Linked DNA regions of Macaca mulatta: region 2 is linked to region 1. The links are chromatin contacts, called in public Hi-C maps. All regions are on one chromosome and are shown on one strand. The core of a region is the stretch at or near the end of the contact, and the rest is flanking DNA. Distances in the headings are between cores, read along the strand shown. Region 1 holds the start of BCL2L11 (BCL2 like 11). Region 2 holds the start of TMEM87B (transmembrane protein 87B).

Region 1 (5,230 bases), core at 1,341-3,840:
AGGAAAGCTGTCCGTCTGCCCTTGTGTAGTTTTAGAAAAACAATCTTATTATTTTGGTAGCTATTTTTCCTGAAAAAAAAAAAAATACACTGGCACCTAAGCCATGGAAAATGAAATAAAAATACACCAGTGCAGCTTCCAAACCACTGGCTTACATCTCCCTCTCCTATCCGCTGGGAATGTCTTATCCCTGCCTTCCAGTGGCTGCCAGAACCACCAAGGGCATCCGCGGCGTTCCTTGGCATTGGCGTTAACAGCAGATGGATTTTCCGCAGCAGGCAGGTGGAAGATGGCTAGCATTGGTCCGCCGTCTCACTGTACTGAATTTCAAGAATCATGGCCTACTGCCAGCCAGGTCCGAAGGCGCTAGTCTGGGGAGACTGGAGCAGGTCTCTACTGGTTCACCTGTTCTGAGACTCTTCCTGTTCAGTTGCCTCTGCGCGCCAGAGGGTGGCACCCCAGGCACTCCAGAGGTGGAGAGGTGGGGACGGCAGAGGAGGAAAAGAGAGAGGAGCGGAGGGAAGGACTAGGGAGGGAAGGACCAAGGAGGGAACATTAATAAATTCTCAGACCTTGGTCTCGAGTTCCCGGCTAATTTGGGGGCAAAGCCGCCCCCACGTCCACGCCCACCCCCTTACAGAAAAAGCCTGGGTTTCCACTAGGCTAGGTGTCAGAGTTGGGAATGTCTAAAATAAAAAAGGCTTCCGAGGGTTATTCATGGCCAACAGTTTCCACAGGAGAATCCAAAGGGAAACTAGTTTCCGGGGCCGCTGTGTGTGCGGGTGCTTGGGGGTGGGCGGAAAGCCGCTGGCACTAACGGCTTGTAAGTGTGCCAACATCTGACCTGTCCCATTGTGTCGTGTTTTGCAGTTGCTGGATGTGTGCGACTCGGTGAAGGATGATGCCCTGAGGGTGATCCCCGCCTTTAACATTCCACACACCAACCTCCACGCACCAATCGCCGGAATCTCCAACCCGCGGTTCGCGTGGGCTTTCTACCCTGCACCGCTGCCAGCCGCTGCCACGGGAAGGGGCGCGCTCCCAGCGGCCCAAGCTGGGAGCCAAGCTCTAACGGGTGTGGCGGGAAGTGTGGTGACCCGCCTGCAGCTGCCACGACGCTCGCTCCACTGACGCCCGGAGCTGTGGCCGAGGCCGGGGGGATTTTGGTGGCAAAGCGAAGGTCCCGCCGAGGCTGGCGAGGCGCGCCGCTGGCTGCTAGAAAACAGATCAAGACGGTCGCCTAGTGCGCTGGATCTCTGTGCCCTTTCCCTGAAATCCAGCCTGGCCTGACTGCAACCTCTCCCAACTTCTGTGCCCGATCCCCTAGACAATCAGGGTGGGCTCCCCGCTGCGAGCGCGCCCCACAGCCGGGTGCCGCCAAAGGTCTCCTGCTGTTAGCGGTGACTCACATTCCCAGTGATTTAGAAAAACTGTGGTGCCGAGTGAAAGAAAAAAAAAAAAGCAAACACTCTTAGACAAAAGAAAAAAGCTCCACTCTTTCCGTGAGCGGGCAAAAAGGTTCGGTTCAGCAAGTGATGCTTTTTCAGTGAATCAGACGCTCTGGGGCTCTGTAAGGAAACGCACGGACTGGGAGAAGGAAATGAGAGCCTAGAGTTTTGCTCTCGGCAAAACAAGAACTCGGCATGTCCTTCCAGGCCGGCGGTTTCCGTACAGCAAGACAAGGCGCGGAAAACATTTTTACCATCTGACGCTGTAATCTGTCCTTTAGAAGAGCATAGGTGAAAAGTTTAATAAAGAAATTAAGCGATGTGGAAGTCATTCTCGCTGCTTGCAGACGGCGGGGAGGCGGGCCTGGGCAATTTCGGAACTAGGCGAGACGACGGCACCGCCTGTGGTCCCGGGCAAGGGCCATGGATTTCCCATTTCTCAGATCCCAGCTGCCCGACTTCATTCTTGTTTCTTTCAGTCCAAATCATCCTCCCTTCTCCCTCCCTCCACGTCTCTTGGCACCGCTCTGCCCGCGTCCACTGCGAGGGAGGTGACCTAAAACCCATGGGCCCGTCTCTGCGTTCTCTGCGCTCTGGCCCAGTTCCGGGAGGACCTCCCGACGCCGCGGGAGAAGGCTGCAAGGGCTCGAGGCCCCTGACGCGGCCTGGGTCTCGGGGGACATATGAACCCGCCACCTCTGGCCAGCTTCCTTTTAGTGCCCCAAATAGGAGCACTTAGCCCGTTGCTTCCCCCCGACTCTCTTGTTTTTCAAAGTGTTCACAGGGTCGCGAGAGCGAGCGACGCGGGGGCGGCGAAGCTGCAAGGCTGCAAGGCTGCACAGGAACAGACGACAAGAAATAGGGCTTTCTTCTGCGTGGTTCTTTTCCGGTCCCTGTCTGAGTCGCCCGACCCCGCGGGGAGCGCGGAGCATTGCGGCGTTCGGCTACCTTCAGGCTCTCAGCCCAAACGGCAGGTCGCGTTGCTTCTCCCCAGTTGCGACGCCGGACGGCCGAAGAGCAAAGTTCGCCCGCAGTAGGAACTTCGAGGCCCCGTTAGGACAGATCTCTGGCCTCCGAGTCTACTTAGCCGTGTCCACGCCCGTGCCTTTTCCCTCTTGCAGCGAAATAACTGGGCGGGGCCCGACGCGCGTCCTCCAGCGACTCCGGGAACGCAAGGCCTCCTGCACCTCGCTCAGAATTCACCCGAAAATGCGCTGAGACTTTGGCCTGAGGTTGTGCTGTGTCCCACTGACGTTACAGAAGCGCTTATGAATTTAAAAACTGATCCAAGTGGCCGGACGGCAGGACAGCACCTCCTCACTTGCTGCTCTACGACAAGGCCCCTTCCTTCTCCCCGCTGGCTGCGCTGGTGGGTAGGGTGGTCCCTTTACAGAGTTTTCTTAATCCATCTAGCCTGACCTCACCTTCGGGATGCTCCATTTCCCGATCCACCTCCCACATCCCCGCTGCCGTGATCTAGAAGCCAGGGCTGGGGAACTGAGGCGCGCGAGGAGCAGACAGGAGGGCCGGGGTTGGGGGCACCAGCCACGCGTTGGGAGAGCAGAGCCGGGTGCAGACTCTGAGGACTGGAGAGGCGGCGTGGAGTTTGGTCTCCTGGGAGGCAGAGAGTGTGGTGCCGCCGACTCCAAGGAGGAAAGGGAATGGGTGGGGGGGGGACCGCGCGGGGAGGAGGAACAGGGTATTTTGCGCTCCCACACCGCGTCCCGAACTCAGCCGTTCTGCCTTCACTGGCCTCATCCCGTCCAGGGACAGCTCCTACGAGGTAATCTGCGAGCCCAGCAAATCTTGGGGGTCCTAGCCGAATGTAGTGCGCAACGTTCTCTCACTTGGAGGCCGCCACTCACCTCGGTTTTTTGTGTTTGTTTTTCCTAAAAGGATTTTTTTTTTTCTGAGTGCCTTTTTCATTTCCCTATTTTACCTGCTCTGCTGACATGCCTCCCGCCCTCACCCAGGAGGCGGTGAAGACGCCCACTGGGACCGCGCCTGGCCATTTTCTGGGCACGTCCTGCCCCCACGGGCTCTGTCTCTTAGGGAGACTGGGCGCGGAAGAAAAGCTGGAGAGCCCCTGCGGGGTGGCAGGAGGGGCGTGCCTGAGTCCCGCGAGAGGCTGGGGCGAGGAAGATGCGCAGCCAGCTGATCCGCGTCTCGCCCGGCGCCAGGGACCCTCAGAGCGGGCGAGCTCAAAGACCTCGCCCCGCGCCTTCCCGACGACCGACCCAGTCCCCGCGCCTGCCCCAGAGCGGCTTAGAAACTCAGGGCACAGTGAGGGCGCAGGGCACCTCCTGAGACTTTCCACAGCGGGCCCGGCCAGCGGAGGCTGTGACCGGAGCGCCCCCTCTGTGCCGCGCACGCCGCGGCCGCCACAGGGTTGGGGGAGGTGAGCGGGAGGCCAGGGTACACTTCGGGGTGGGGGATGGGCGCGCACATGGCCGCCAGCAGGCAGAGTCACTCCGGTAAACACGCCAGGGACGGCGGCGCGCGCGGGAGGCAACCCAACGGGGCCACCCCCGCCTTTACCTGTCCGAGCCTGCACGCGCCGGCGGCCTAGGCGCCGAGGAGGCGGAGCTTGCCAGCCCGCGCGCCGGGGCGGGACCTAGCGGGGGCGGGGTCCGCAGTGATTGGGCGCAGGAGCGGGGCCGCCAGCCAGAGCTGGGCTGCAAGGCAGCGCAGGTTTCACTTCGCTCTGCGCCGCCGCCGGGTCTGCAGTTTGTTGGAGGTCTGCGTCCAGCCCGCTGCCGCCGCCGCCGCCGCCACTGCCACCAGTCGATTCTTGCAGTCACCCTGCGAACCCTGCCACACTGCGATCGCATCATCGGGGTATTCGGTTTGCTGAGTTCCCGCCGCCACCGCCTCGGCGCCCTTCCCTTGGCCCTTGTTCCCCCAAATGTCTAACTCTGACTCTCGGACTGAAAAACGCAAGGTAAATACCTCCAAATCCCGCGGTGCGGGCCTGGCACCGATGTAAGACTAGCGCTGGAGCCCGAACGCCACCACCTACTGCCCGCTTCCCGTGCACGTGCGAGCGGAGACGCTAGCATCGGCCCCGCTTGTCGCCGGCGGGAGGTGGGGATCCATGTGGGTCGGGTTCCCTCGGGCAGGTTCTCTTTAGAGAAAGGTCGTTCGCGCGGAGCCTGCGGGCTCTTGGCCAAGTGGCTTGGGCCGGGATGCTTCGCGCGGGCCTGGGGAAGGGTCGCACGTCCGGGGAGGAGGAGAGGCAGCGCGTGCTTTTCGGCACCGGCCTGGGAGCTGAGGACCGGCTCGTAGTACCCGGCTTTGCGCCCAGCCGGAAAGTCTCGCCGCCGGCTCCGGCGCCCCAACGGTAGCGGCCGCGCAGTGAGAGCGTGTTTCGCGTCTTGGTTTTTTTGGGCGCGCGGGCCTGTTGCGGAGGATTTGCGGAACTGCGGTGGTGATTTAACTGACGAGACAGGGCTTTTCCTTTTACTCATTCAGGCCAAGGTTTCGGGGCCGCTGTTGCATTCGGTTTCTCAAGCGTACCTGGGGCCCCTGCTTGCTCTGCAGGAGTCTTGCGGACAGTGCCATCCACACGATCCACTGACAGCGAGAGATCTAGGTCCTCCCCTGACCACCTGGACCGCGCAGGGGACTAGCCGCGGCCAGCAGAACCTGCGCGGTCCCTGGGGCCAGGCTATCTTAGCGGCTCACGCGTGCCCGAGCACACCCGACCCGGTTCGTGGTGCAGGCTAGCGGCGCCGTGCCCTCTGGGACCTGTTGCCCCAGGGTTGGCGCTGCTGGTGGAGGGC
Region 2 (5,066 bases), core at 1,594-4,093, 960 kb after region 1:
CTTCTCCAAGGATCCCTGGTTTATTTTAGTGGAGAATGATATTTATAAGCAAGATCTGGTGCTAGATGTACCAATTACTACTGGGGTGTCGCTGCTTCTAGGTCCTCCTGGGAATCAGTGCAAGAAAATATAAATACACACACACACACACACACACAATTTACATCTATTTATAAATCTAAATTTTAAAAATGAGTTCACACTGATACCTTCAGTTGCAAGCCAGTATTATAGGGTTCATTCTAACCTTCCTCATTTTCCTTTTTTTTTTTTTTTCCTTTTCTTGCTTTCTCTTTTTTTTTTTTTTTGTTTGTGACAGGGTCTGCTCTGTCACACAGGCTGCAGTGCAGGGCTCACCGCAACTTCCGCCTCCCAGGCCCAAGTGATCCTCCCACTTCAGTTTCTCTGAGTAGCCAGGACCACAGGCATGCAAACACACCTGGCTAATTTTTTGTATTTTGTGTAGAGACAGGATTTCGCCACGTTGTCCAGGCTGGTCTCGAACTCCTGAGCTCGAACTATCCGCCTGCCTTGACCTCCCAAAGTGCTGGGATTACAGGTGTGCCCGACCGCCGTAAAGATCTTACGACCATGGGTAGTGACTGGCAAGAATGTGCCTTACTAGTTTTAAGATGGAGTTATTCTTAAAATGGTGTCACCCTGGCTCTCCTATGCTCTTGTTTCCCAATTTGACAACCAACGTGATCTTTCTGATTAGCTCAACCTTACTTAAAAACCGGCCGGGCACTGTGGCTCACGCCCGTAATCCCAGCACTTTGGGAGGCCGACGCGGGCAGATCATGAGGTCAGGAGATCGAGACCATCCTGGTTAACACGGTGAAACCCAGTCTCTACTAAAAAATGTAAAAAATTTAGCCGGGCGTGGTGGCGGGTGCCTGTAGTCCCAGCTACTCTGGAGGCGGAGGCAGGAGAATGGCCTGAACCCGGGAGGCGAAGCTTGCAGTGAGCCGAGTTGGTGCCACTGCACTCCAGCCTGGGCAACAGAGCGAGACTCCGTCTCAAAAAAAAAAAAAAAAAAAAAAAAAAAAAAAAAAAAAACAACCATCATTGCCTCTCCAGTGTTCTTACACTAAAGGGGCCATCTGCCTAACTTAATTTAGGAATGCCTGTATTTTCCGTACTGCTTAAATATTCCCAGCTTTGCCACTCCCTGTTTCACACCAACATCCAGTCATCTGGAAGATCTTTCCATTCCTCCATTTCTCTCATAACTAAAACAACTTCAGACTTAACCCTCACTCCCACCGGTAACTCACCCTTAACTCTTCTTGTAGAACTTAAATTTCATGTATTGTTCTCTCCTTCTGTCCCTGACTCACTTCCTAAATCTCTGGTGGATGTTCCCCTGTTGTCCTGTTACACTGTTATTCTGACCTAAACAGAACTGATCACATTGCTTGCTGGGAAGATGCACATGCGATCTCTAGTGTATATAGTAGGTCCTCAATTATTACTGATGACTGGTAAAGCAGCCAAGGTCTTTTGACTATATAAATCGATCTTATTCTACGTTAATAACAATATTAGCACAGGATTCTATTCCCCTGTTGGATATTATTTACATTTGATAATGAATGAACTAATTCTCTTTGACAGCAAAACATGTATTCAGCTTACAGTCGAAAATGCAAGGCAAGGTACACAATAAGACGGATCCAAGCCCTGACCCCTCCGAGCTTTAAGCAGTCAGGTAACTATTTGTTCTGAAAAGTATTAACTGTCCTATTAACGTTAACCTTCACAACACAATGCCTTGTGTTCAACCGGCCTTGGCCTCAAAGCACTTTCCTGGCACATTCCCTAAATTTAAAGAACGGTTTCCATAGAGCTGAGAGGGTCGAGGCAGGGGCAAGTGTAGAGAATGCAAGAAATGGAGACACCCCGGGCAAAAGAACTCTAGACTGCACTCCAACCTTAGCACTTACTAGGCATTCGAGTTCAAGACCTTGACACTTGCACTCGCTGGTGGCGAGCCCCGCCTCCCCATTCCGGCTCCACCTCCCCAACCCAGCCCCGCCTCCCCACCCTGCCTCATCTACCAGACAGGTCCCGTCTCCCCATTCAGGCCCCCGTCTCCTCACTCAGGCCATGCCTCCACATTTAGGACACGCCTCCCCGCCCAGTCCAGTCTCCGAACTAGGGCTTGCTCTAAGCCCTGCTTCCTCGCCCAACCTGGCCTCCCCACTACGGCCTAACCCCAAGCCCTTCTCCTCGTCCGGCCCCGTCTCCACACTACCGCCTGGTCCTCAACTCCACCTCCCCACTCCGACCCCATCTCCTTGACCAGCCCGGCTTTTATGCTCAGGCTCCGCCTCCCCGCCCAGTCTTGCCTCCAAATTCCTGCCTTGTCCCACGCCACGCCTCCACACGGCCCCGCCTCCACGCTCGGCCTGGCCCCAAGCTCTTCCTTCCTGCGGCACCCTGTCTCAGCACTCCGGCCTGGTACCGAGCCCCGCCCCGCCTCCCCAGTCCGGAGCCCGCCTCCAACCCCGCCCTGTCCCCACACCCAGCCTGGCCCCGAGCCCCACCTCCCACCGCGCCCCGCTTTCCACTCTCCCGAGCCCTGCCTCCCACCCCGCCTTCACACGCCCGAGCCCCGCCTACATCCCCGCTCTGTCTCGTCACTCCACCTGGTCCCGAGCCTCCCCTCCTGCCTCCACCCTGCCCCGCCCCGATCATCCCGAGCCCCGCCTTGTCTCCACACTCCGGAGGCACCTCCCTACCCGGCCCCGCCTCCGCGCTCCGGCTGCCAGCCCTCCCTTCCACCCTCTGGCTCCGCCTCCATCTTCACGCTCACGCCAGGCCCTGAGCCCTGCCTCCACGTCTCGGCGCCAACTCCACGTCCTGGCTCCTATCTCTGCCTTGCAGGCTTCCCCCAGCTGCACGCTTGGGCCCGGCTCAGAGCCCTAAGCCCTGCCTCCCGGTCCTGGCCCGGTTTGCCAGAACTGCACCGCGCCTCTCCGCCCAGGCCCAAGCCCCTCCTCCACACCCGAGTCCAAGCCCCGCGTCCCGGATTCGGACCCGCCTGCCTGGGGCGGTGCTGCACCAGGTGCGGGTGTGGCAGGCGTCTCGGAGCGCCAGGTGCAGCTTCCGGGTCAAGATGGTCGCCGCCTGCCGCGCCGTAGCGGGGCCCCTGCCGTGCCGCCGCCTCCGCTGCCTTCCCGCCCGGGTCCCGCTGCTGCGCGTCGCCCTCTGCCTTCTGTGCTGGGCCCCGGCGGCTGTGCGCGCGGTCCCTGAGCTGGGGCTCTGGTTAGAGACAGTCAACGACGTAAGTGGAGTGTCGGGACCGAGGCGTGGCACGTCTCGGGCCCTCAGGGCTGTTGCGGGGCTTCGCTGGACCCCGGGCTTGTTCACCTGGCCTCTGCCGGGTCAGCACCGGGTCCCCTGATACCCTCCCGGAGCCTTTTGTCTGTTACGAGCGGGGAGCCGGGAGCGGCCCCTCCTCCGGCCCGACCTAGGCTGCAGGGAAAAGCCGTCAGAATTGCGCATGGGACGGCCCTCCGGTCCGAGCGCTCGGACTGTTACTGAAGGTCACCATTCCCGACGCCGTGGCCGTCATTTTGCTCTGACATGTTTTGGCTGGATCAGGAATCTCTGCACATCTAGCAGCATCTTTGGGATTCGACTCTTCCTGTCCGGATGCAGCCACAGTGGGCCACACCCCTGAGGCCGCAGGGAGGACTTGCCAGCGCTTCAGTTTCTGCATAAACTTAGCGCGTCTGCCGCTTCCTTTAAAAAAAAAAAAAATTTAAATGAGGAGGAAACGTGCAGTAGTCACCCTCTCTCTCTTTCTCTCTTCTTGAGTTCCTGAATTTCTCTACAGTTCCTATCACAGTTCCGGGTGTGTGTGTGTGTGTGTGTGTGTGTGTGTGTGTGTGTGTGTGTGTGTGTGTGTGTAGGTGGGGCGGGACTAGTTATTAGGGAGTGCTTGAAAGGCGAATCTGGAGGCATGAGTGGGCGGAAACTCTTCTTTCCAAGGCAGGCTATTAGAAAACTTGGCATCCAGTAATTAGAGGAGATGATGTGGGAGAGATACAGGGGCAGAATTATGGAAAGTCTTGCAAAAGAGAGACAGGAAGTCTGGAAGAGGCATTATCTCCGGCTTCTCTGGGGTCAGATGACCAATCCAGCACTGTTTGGGATGGGTATTTTCCACATGCATGGACTTATATTTTGATTTCCTTAACCAGAAAAAGAAAGTAGTTCCAAAGACTACAAATACTTCCCACAACAGCAAAGCTATTCAGAGGAACACGCTGGGTATATTTCTTATACCCAGAAATATACCCAGCGTGTATATTTCATAGGTATATTAAGACCTATTGCGGCCATTTCCTCCAGGATTCTTCTGGATTGGTGACCTAATTTGTGTGCCAGTTATATAGTCTGCACATCTCCATTATTTAATTTCCTGGACGGGAAAAAGTAGAACTCAGGGAACTACTCTCATGGCTTCCTGCTGTGACGATAGTGAATAGTCAATATAACTATATTGGAAGTGACTCAGCCGCATGCGTGTTGTTAGATTACTTGAACATATCTGTATAGATCTTTGCCAAGTGTACTTTGAACATACCTGCAAAGATCTTTGCCAAGTGTACTTCTTCCTGTATGAGGAATAGAAGTTTGCTCCTTGAGTGCTGCATGATCTTTGGGCTCATTTTACTCCTGTGCGACCCTGGGCCACTAGAAGTCTAAAAGCGCTTCTCTCCCGAGAGTGGACTTATTATTTTCCTCATTTCAGGTTGTCAGAAACAGGAAAGGAGAGTGGGGCTTTCTTTCATTTGTACTGCAGATTTATCAAGAAATTTTGTTTCTTTGTTTTTGTTTGTATGTTTGGGACAGAGTCTTGCTCTGTTACCTAGGCTGGAGTGCAGTGGCACAGTCAGAGCTCACTGCAGCCTCAAACTCCTGGGCTCAAGCAGTGCTCTAGCCTCAGCCTCCCGAGTAGCAAGGGCTTGTAGGCACATGCCATACACCCAACTAATTTTTAAATTTTTTGTAGAGGTGGGGGGAGTCTCACTATATTGTCAAGGCTGGTCTTG

What was found. A called contact is a pair of places that touch in the nucleus more often than the background predicts.
Region 2: a contact with region 1 is called in a Hi-C map of fetal cortex germinal zone, with 3 times the contacts expected there. The contact joins the promoter of TMEM87B here to the promoter of BCL2L11 in region 1. A contact is called at or near these places in 3 of 14 Hi-C or Micro-C datasets (CD4 T cells, fetal cortex germinal zone and fetal cortical plate).

The regions. Positions count from the first base shown.
Region 1 is chr13:21,229,208-21,234,437 of T2T-MMU8v2.0, forward strand. BCL2L11 (BCL2 like 11) reads left to right here and starts at 2,591. Exons shown (of 4, transcript XM_077958993.1): 1 at 2,591-2,817. LOC144333642 (acyl-coenzyme A oxidase-like protein) reads left to right here. Exons shown (of 6, transcript XM_077958760.1): 5 at 871-1,011; 6 at 1,013-1,211. The coding sequence ends at 1,072.
Region 2 is chr13:22,190,750-22,195,815 of T2T-MMU8v2.0, forward strand. It overlaps TMEM87B (transmembrane protein 87B), which reads left to right and starts at 2,844. Exons shown (of 17, transcript XM_077959008.1): 1 at 2,844-3,289. The coding sequence starts at 3,122.